Linked DNA regions of Zea mays: region 1 is linked to region 2. A link is a contact called in public Hi-C data. All regions are on one chromosome and are shown on one strand. The core of a region is the stretch at or near the end of the contact, and the rest is flanking DNA. Distances in the headings are between cores, read along the strand shown.

Region 1 (4,104 bases), core at 1,568-4,067, 150 kb after region 2:
CGATTTGCGGTTGCTCAGGGTACGTGTCCATCGGCATCCCATAAAGGGGTTGTGACTGGTCGTGACAACCTGTAGCCGATGTGTTACGCGTGTTACCTCCTAACTCAACCTCGTGCGAAGGAAAATTGGCGATACTAGATTTATCAAATGCACGTACTAGTCTCTTAAGATCGCTTTGCATACCCCCTATGATGTTCTGCATTTGTTCACGCTGATCTTCTACATAATTTCTAAGAGATTGCAGATCGTTGGTATTACTTACATTGGGGATATCTGGCGTGGGTTGGAGCGAAGCCGGATCCGTCGCCCGATGTCGGACGACCTTGTTGTTCCTATCCACTTTGAAGTTGGCCAAGAACTTTGCTTTCGCCTCCTGGATCATCCGCTCCTTGTGCTCCTCGAACTGGAGCTGCTCGTTAGCCGGCAATGTGTCCCAAGTCGGCTCTATGATGTTGCTTGGGGAAATATCAGAGCTATCCCTTGAACCGGCCATTGAGGGCCGATTTGATAGGTCTAAATATGCTTTCCCCAGCGGAGTCGCCAAAAAGTATGTTGACGCCTTTTTGGAGGCGCCAATTACTCAAGAGAACCAGCGGCAGTGCTCTCTGCACAGGGGCGGACGGTCCGCGCGCGGGGGCCGGACGGTCCGCGGCCTGGTGCGAGGCGGGGTGCTCTCTGGTCAGGGGCGGACGGTCCGCGGCCTGGGGCCGGACGGTCCGCGACCTGGTGCAGGAGCCCGGGTTCCCTGCCTGACGGCCGGACGGTCCGCGCGTACGCAGGGGCGGCGGAAGATCGCCGACGGCGCCTGGATCTCGCTCCCGGGAGGGACCCCGTCGGGGAGTAAAGATCCTAGGTGGTGTCTAGGCCCGGGCCGACCGACCTAGACTCCTCTAATCGACGTAGAGTCGAAGAGAGACGAAGAATTTGGGGATCGAGAGGCTAAACCTAAACTAGACTAGAACTACTCCTAGGATAAAATGCGAAATAGATATTGTATTGATTCGATTGTTGATTACAAATCGGCCGTAGACCTCTCTATTTATAGAGGAGGGGGGCTGGACCCTTTACACAACTGATTCCGAGCTAATTCCGCGAATCTAGCTAACAACTGTAGCACAAAACTCGGAACCCTAATCTGTTCTGCGCACGCGCGGACCGTCCGGCCCACAGGCGCGGACTGTCCGGACCGCGGACCGTCCGGCCTCAGGGCCGGATCGTCCGCCGGCTCTTTTACGGTTCAAACAGTATAGGTTGCAACCCGCCAAGAAATCTCTGTTGCACAAAAATTTCTTTCATCAACCGCTCTGGCGCCGGCGTGCTCTTCAGGTCCACATTCCACGCTAACGCTAGAGTGCCGCACCAGGGGGAAAAGAACACCGGTCCAACTTCAGCCAAAAAAGATGCCGCCAATCGTGAGGAGTGGAGCATTCTCTCTTTCCCTTTTCCGAGCACTGGCTGCCCGTGACGTTGTTAGTACAGATGGACATACGAGGTTATCGACAGATAGCCTTCTAGAAAACACGGAGCAAGCAAGGCGCCGCCCCGGTACTTGAGGTCCTCCACCACCGTACCGTGGAGGTGGATGTATCATGTATGATGGATCTGGTTGATATGAAAGCGATGCCCACAGGCTCGGTGGGGCGAAAACTATCATTACACCTGGTTGACGTCTGTTTGGGTAAGCAGTACGTAGGCAAGCGGCGACATAAATTCTGCCTTCCGCAGTCGATTTGCACGATTTTGCTCAAACGGCAGTGGCACGGGCACGACTCATTATTTTATCTCATCTTTAGTCATTCTTTTCCACACTGATAAGTTGCTTTACATAATCTGGTAGCCACTCGTGGCCTACACACCACAGATATTCCTTGTTTGAAATGATCCTTAAATACAGATCTTCTTTATTTGACACTAGATATAAATTTGGTTTTCTATATAACACTGTCGTTAGTTTCGACCTCTAACTTTGTTAACTTTCATGTGAAAATATTGTCTATTCCTTTTCTAAACAATTACTTTTGTATAAATACTTGTACTGTCGGAGGTTGTAAAAGGCGTCGAAGATGACGATGGTAATGGTTTGAGGGCCTTGGTGGCCTGCCGTGGCAGCCACGGGGCAACCAACATGGGAGGATGGTGCGCAGGGGTTGGAGACCAATTATGGTGGTCTGCACACTGACAAGAGAAGGAAAGATATTTAGATAAATTATTTCGTTTATTATTTAGAATAAAATTTTTTAAGAACTATTTAAATTAATATTATAAACAACAATTTTACACTGGAGCTGTAACCTAGAGTCGTTCCAAACACCCTTAATACTAATAGTAGATCTAATTTTATTTAATCTGTAGCTAGCTAGTAATTAGTTCTCATATATTAAATAGATTGTAGCAAATCCACCACAGCAGCGGTTCAAATCATTAAAAAATCAGCAGCCCCATTAATTTTAGTCAAACTCCAGGATTTTTTTTTGTAAGATACAATTCGCCATCTTCTGGAGTCTGGACAGAGATATAATTATAATATTACATACAAACTTCAACGAGGGAACAATTCATCTGAAAGCATCACGTATCCGTAGTAGCAGTACTGGCTACTGGATACAGGATACTGGTAGTTCGCCCGTGCCACCCACCAGTCCACTCCAGGAGCAAAATCCGCAAGCGGTTGGTCTGGTCCCACCACATTCTCATCTCCCATACGGGATGCCAGCCCATCGCTAGCCGCTGGCTGACACCCGGGTCTGACGATATGCTTCATCATCATCGAGTAACTGGCCAGAAAACGCCCTTTTCTGCAGCTGTCTCCTCCGGCGCCACGCGAATTCGTGGGCTGCCTTCACCCGCCGTTATAAGTTCAGCAGGGAGGTTCCTTCCAAAAAAAAAGTCCACACCTCCCCAGTCCCCACACGCTAGTCTGTGCTGTGCGGGTGCCCCTCCCGCGTCGCCTCCCTCCGCTTCGGCATTTAGCGCTGCCGCGAGATATCGAGGACGAACCGGAGACAGGATGGTCACCGTCGGGCGCCGGCGCGGGTTTGTCACCTTCGCCGCTGCGGCGATCGCTCTGATGCAGGTGAGTCCCAAGCTCACGATTCTCGACGGGTTTTGTAGTGTGCTATTGGCGCCGTGGCGCATGAGTGTCGTCGGGTCCCTCCGCAGCGGCCGTGGCTGCGGCCGCCGCTCCGAGTGGCCGGTGTTTTGGGACGAGGTTTTGGTCATGCTTTGGGTTCTGAGCCCACATAACCCTCTATTGGGTTGCCAATCTCGCATTCCTTCCTATTTTTTGCATGGCTGCATGAGTTAGATGCAATTTTGGTTGGAACATTGCATTGTGTTTGCCTTTTCTGACAGTGTCAAAGGTTGGCGAATTGAATGTCAATTATCAAAATCTCTCGAGTTGGAACATCCGAACTTGGAAGAGTATCTGATGAGATGGGAATGCCTTGTACAAGTATAGTCAGACCAGTTTATACTACCAGTAACTGACATGTATGTATGGGGGTTTTAGTTTCGGGGATCGATGTCGTATAATTTTTGCCTCATTGGTGTTGGAGTTATTTTCCTCGGTTGGGTCAACAATTTAGTTCGATTTTAGTTGAAGCCGACGGAATTTAGTTCGGCATAGTTGGTTAATTTTTTTTGTTTCACTGTTTGGGTTATAGTAAGCTATGCTTGCCTCCTTCGTCATAACTCTCCGTTTTTGTTTTATTTTTGCTTTGAAATGCATGCTATCAGGATATATCTTACGGGTTTGTTGTAATTTTTCTTCTTCTGATTTTCCCCCTTTTATCACATATTGATTTGAAGGGAATCTGCTTCTTTAAAGTTGGATGGTCAACTTCGATTCTTGTTATGAGATGTAATGTAATTTGTTGCTGTAATTGTCCTTGTACAGGATTGGAACCTCGACACTTTGCAATTCGTGTCGTGATGTTCCTTAGTTGAACTATCTCTTTTGCAGGTTTCACATGGAACTTCCATTGTATAATTAATCTGTTTCCACATGTTTTCCGCATTTCGACCTTGAGAATTAATTGCATTCATGTGGCCAATAAGCCAACAACTGTATTCCAATTGCAAGCTATTCAGAATTTGCTAGGTTAT
Region 2 (4,144 bases), core at 960-3,459:
TGGAACTGTATGAGATTCTCCTTCCACAAACTGTTCTCCAAGTACCTTTCATAGAATGTTACCTCACCTTCCAATTTCGCTGCTAGTGCCACCATGCTTCGTGTTCCATATCGTGCCTGAAATCAAGAAGAAAAATGGATATAATTTATTTCCAAACAGAATAATGGTAGCTACTGAAATACTGAACACCATGGTTTTTGCCTGTTCCTTTGCAGTGTCAATGAATATTGAGCTTAGCTTGTACTCCCACTCAGGGTCGTCGCCGGTGTCAGGCACCATAGATCTATCAGGTCTGGCAGTATCCATCATCAACTCTTCTACCATTTGTTTTAAAGAGGCTTCTGCATCATCGTGTATTGTCAAATACCTTTTGAAACTCTGTCCTAAGCGCATTGCCTGCACGGTGAGAAACGAATGCCACAAGTAAACCATGTTCGACAATTGTTTGATTTTAAATTATTGGAAGATACTTAGTCTGAAAATTACTTAAAAGAGTAGAAAATGATGGTATATGTACATCAATACTTAATAATAGGGACTAGGGAGCAGAGCACATATGAAGTGAACAAGACTAGGTTTACTTGATGAAACTAGAATATAGCCCATAGTGTTACATAAAACTTATGAAATCCAGAACTACTAAACCAACACGAAGAATAAACCTATGCAGCTAAATTGACCAAGTTATCTGCTCAGTTTCAGAGAAAGCAAAGATAATACACATAGACCCGTCATTTGACTCCAATAGATATCTTAGGCATCATTATAGGGTAGAACATAATTGTGCAAGTTCCATTATGGAATACTAGTTTCCATATATTAACTGCAGACGATCATGGACTTGTAACATCAATGAATAACATAAGAGCATTTACTGATGAAATAACCTAACAATCAACAATAAAAACCATCGAAGAATGGCATTAAGAAGGCAGAGCTAGCATGTCACAACAAAGTGCAAGGTACATGAGCATTCTGGTGTTTCACTAATAGGACTTTTCCATAATAAACTGATGGAAGATCAAATAGACCTGGACTGTCGAGACTACAGCCATGACCAAACAAGTATTGTGGCATTAGATTCTTCAAAGAACCAGAATCTCAACTTTGAAGTGTATTACAACTTCCAAAAATAATTGTGTTCCTAACATTCACAATATCTTTCTAAAATCCATGTATATCTTACACTCTTACCTTTGGCCAAGGGGAATTAATTGCAGCATTCGAAAGCACATGAAGCCCAGGAGCAACTGTTTGAATCACAGGATCGCCTCCGGGTCTATTAGAGATGTAAACCATGGTTCCTGAGTTCACATCAGCCAATATAAGGTTAAAGCCGTTGTACTGATCTGCTTCCTTTGCAATTTCTGTGGCATACTCCAATGGACAAAGGCTGCCCTACATTCAGAATAAATGTAGAGGATTTCTTAAACAGACAATGAAGCCATGGGGATAACATAAGCTGAAATAGAAGGCAGCAAAATGGACCACTCGGTATGTAATTCTAGAAAGCGTTTTACAAAGGCAAAGGCTAGTTTCTTTTATTACCAAAGACGAATGCTGGAACTTGACTGCGAACCGATCTAACATTAAACACAGCCATGCCTCTGCAGATGGTATTGTCAACACCTACATATTTGTACCAAGTTGCCTACTGGCACAGAACATTTTAAGCAGCGTTCTCTTCCTTGCAGCATATGCAGACTTGCAGAGCACGACCACACAGTAATCTAACTTCATCCTTCTATAATCATGCCATCATCACAAAGCTTACAAGGCCGAACCTGTAGAAACCTGACCGGGAGCTGTCCTCTGGTCTTGGCCCCGATCAGAGAGCTGGGTTCCCGCACGTTGGTCAGGAAGGCGAGCTTACCATCCCTCGTGCACCCCATCCACGTTCCCCCGCCGAGCTCGTCCCTGCCTCCAAGGATTTCCTTGGCTTCCTCCCCCGCCGCCCACCACTGCGCCGGCTGCGTCGGCCTGGACCGATTCGCGGGTGTACCGGCTTAGAGATTTAGAGAGAGAGAGAGATGGGGATGTGGAGATGGACGGCGAGGGGAGGGGCGCGCACCTGGAGTGATACTCGTCGCGATTGAACAGCAGAAGCAGGCGGTGCGTCGGGTGGCAGTGCCACGCCCATGCCGCGATGCACATAGCCGACCAGCGGTGATGGAGGTGGAAACGTCCTGAAGAGGATCGAAATATGGTTGGATCTATCTATGCGAGTATGCTACTGTATTTGCAGAAAGGTCCCTGAAAAATGTTAGTATTGAATACTCCCTCTATTCTCTTTTGCAAAATATAACTTGTTATGCGACAGCCAACTACTGTATTTGCAGAAAGGTCCCTGAAAAAAGTTAGTAATTTTGAATACTCCCTCTATTCTCTTTTACAAAATATAACTTGATATGACGCGGTTTTATAAAGTTATATTTGGCACAACTTCTTCACAGATTTAAACTACCAAACAGCTTCTATAGCAATTTATTTTATTCAGAATTATATAACCAGCTTATGGATTATATAAGCATCTAATAATCTGCTTATGGTTATTACAATCTAGGTATTTGTCAGCACCTTGGCGCCACAAAAGAAGCTTGAAGAGGCGGGCCGTGCAGGTGGAGAGGATGGAATGAATGGACCAGGAAGGAGCACTCGTGTACACAGGCCGAATGTGCGTGTTACGGGTCCAGAGTGGGTGACAGCTTAGCAAGGCCCAGAAAGGAGCGACTGTGTTCATGCGCTGGCAGCTGTGCAGAGAGTATTAAGTCTGTAAGCAGAGAGTTGATGGGGGTATCGAATAATTTATAACAGAATTCTACCTACTAAACTGCAGCTGCTTCTGTCCTCCATCTTGTTCTCCACGTCTTCTCTTCTTATGTGTGTGTTCTTGTGATCGATTGTTAACATTTGGTATCAGAGGGCTCGATCTTAGCCATTCCACTCTAGATCCTGCTCCACCCCACCATCACTTCACTCGTCTTCAGCGTCGACTCGGAGGTCGGAGCGATGGATATAAACACGAAATTGATCCTGGACGAAATGGAAAAGAAGTTCGCCGCCATGGATCAGAAATTGGAGATGAAGTTCTCTGAGTTGGCGGGGTCACGCGATCAGCGGATCAGTGTCCTGGAGGAGATGGGCGCGGAGCTGTCAGCTTGGAAACCCAAGGTCGACACCGCCTTGGATGATGTCAAGCTGGAGATCCGGAAACTGAACAAGTTGTGTGATCGTTCTTCGTTTGAAGGATTCGTGGAACCCGGGTTGCTGCAAAAACCCAGTGTTCCAGCGGGCCGGCTGCTTCTCGGATCAGATGCTGAAGGGTTTTCGGAGCATCGCGGAGATCGATCATCGAAAGACCAGGGCTTTGGATCTGTCCACACCTACATACCCGATGCAACTAAGGGTATGCCTCAGTTCTCGTTCCCACCTGTATCTCCTACTTTGTTGAAGACGGGTGAGTCTAGTTGTCGTTCTTTGGGGAAGTTACCCAAGTTGTCATTTCCTCTGTTTGATGGTGAGTATCCCCAGCTGTGGATTGCTCGATGTGAGGCATATTTTGTTATGTATGAAGTGGAATCTGAGGCGTGGGTGCGAATAGCGTCCATGTATTTTTCTCCTGCGGTGGGTTGCTGGTTTCAGGCATTGCAACGGAGATATGTTGAATTGTGTTGGCCTCTGTTTTGCAAATTGCTGTTGGACGGATTTGGCAAAGACCAACAGCAGTCCTTACTCCGCCACCTGTTTCGCATTCAACAAAAGGGCACATTATCTGAATATATTGCTCAGTTTTCCACTTTGATGGATCAATTATCTGCTTATGAAATTGTGTCTGATTCATTGTATTTCACGACCAGATTTATAGAAGGGTTACAGGATGATGTGCGGGCGGTGGTGATGATCCAGAGACCTGGTGATTTGGATACAACCTGTATCCTTGCCTTGTTGCAGGAAGAGGTCTCTGAACCTATGAGGCGCCGCGAGATGCCCAAGTTGAGTCAGGGTAATTGGTCGAAATCTGATTCTAAAGGACCCTTTCCATTGCCACCTCCACCCCAGGTTGGGCGCTCTATTCCAACAGTACCTGACCGCCGACTAGTGGCTCAACCCAAAACCATGGAAGAACGCATGTCAGCTTTGCGTG

The links. Hi-C and Micro-C count contacts between places; a contact is called where the count stands out from the background.
Region 1: a Hi-C map of endosperm shows a contact between it and region 2, with 2.4 times the contacts expected there. The contact joins the promoter of LOC103641981 here to the promoter of LOC100282377 in region 2. A contact is called at or near these places in 3 of 25 Hi-C or Micro-C datasets (ear, endosperm and tassel).

Annotation. Positions count from the first base shown.
Region 1 is chr10:140,560,037-140,564,140 of Zm-B73-REFERENCE-NAM-5.0, forward strand. It overlaps LOC103641981, which reads left to right and starts at 2,818. Exons shown (of 39, transcript XM_008665285.3): 1 at 2,818-3,073. The coding sequence starts at 3,008.
Region 2 is chr10:140,410,478-140,414,621 of Zm-B73-REFERENCE-NAM-5.0, forward strand. It overlaps LOC100282377 (Ser/Thr-rich protein T10 in DGCR region), which reads right to left and starts at 2,210. Exons shown (of 5, transcript NM_001412108.1): 1 at 2,072-2,210; 2 at 1,785-1,970; 3 at 1,195-1,398; 4 at 202-396; 5 at 1-116. The coding sequence starts at 2,140.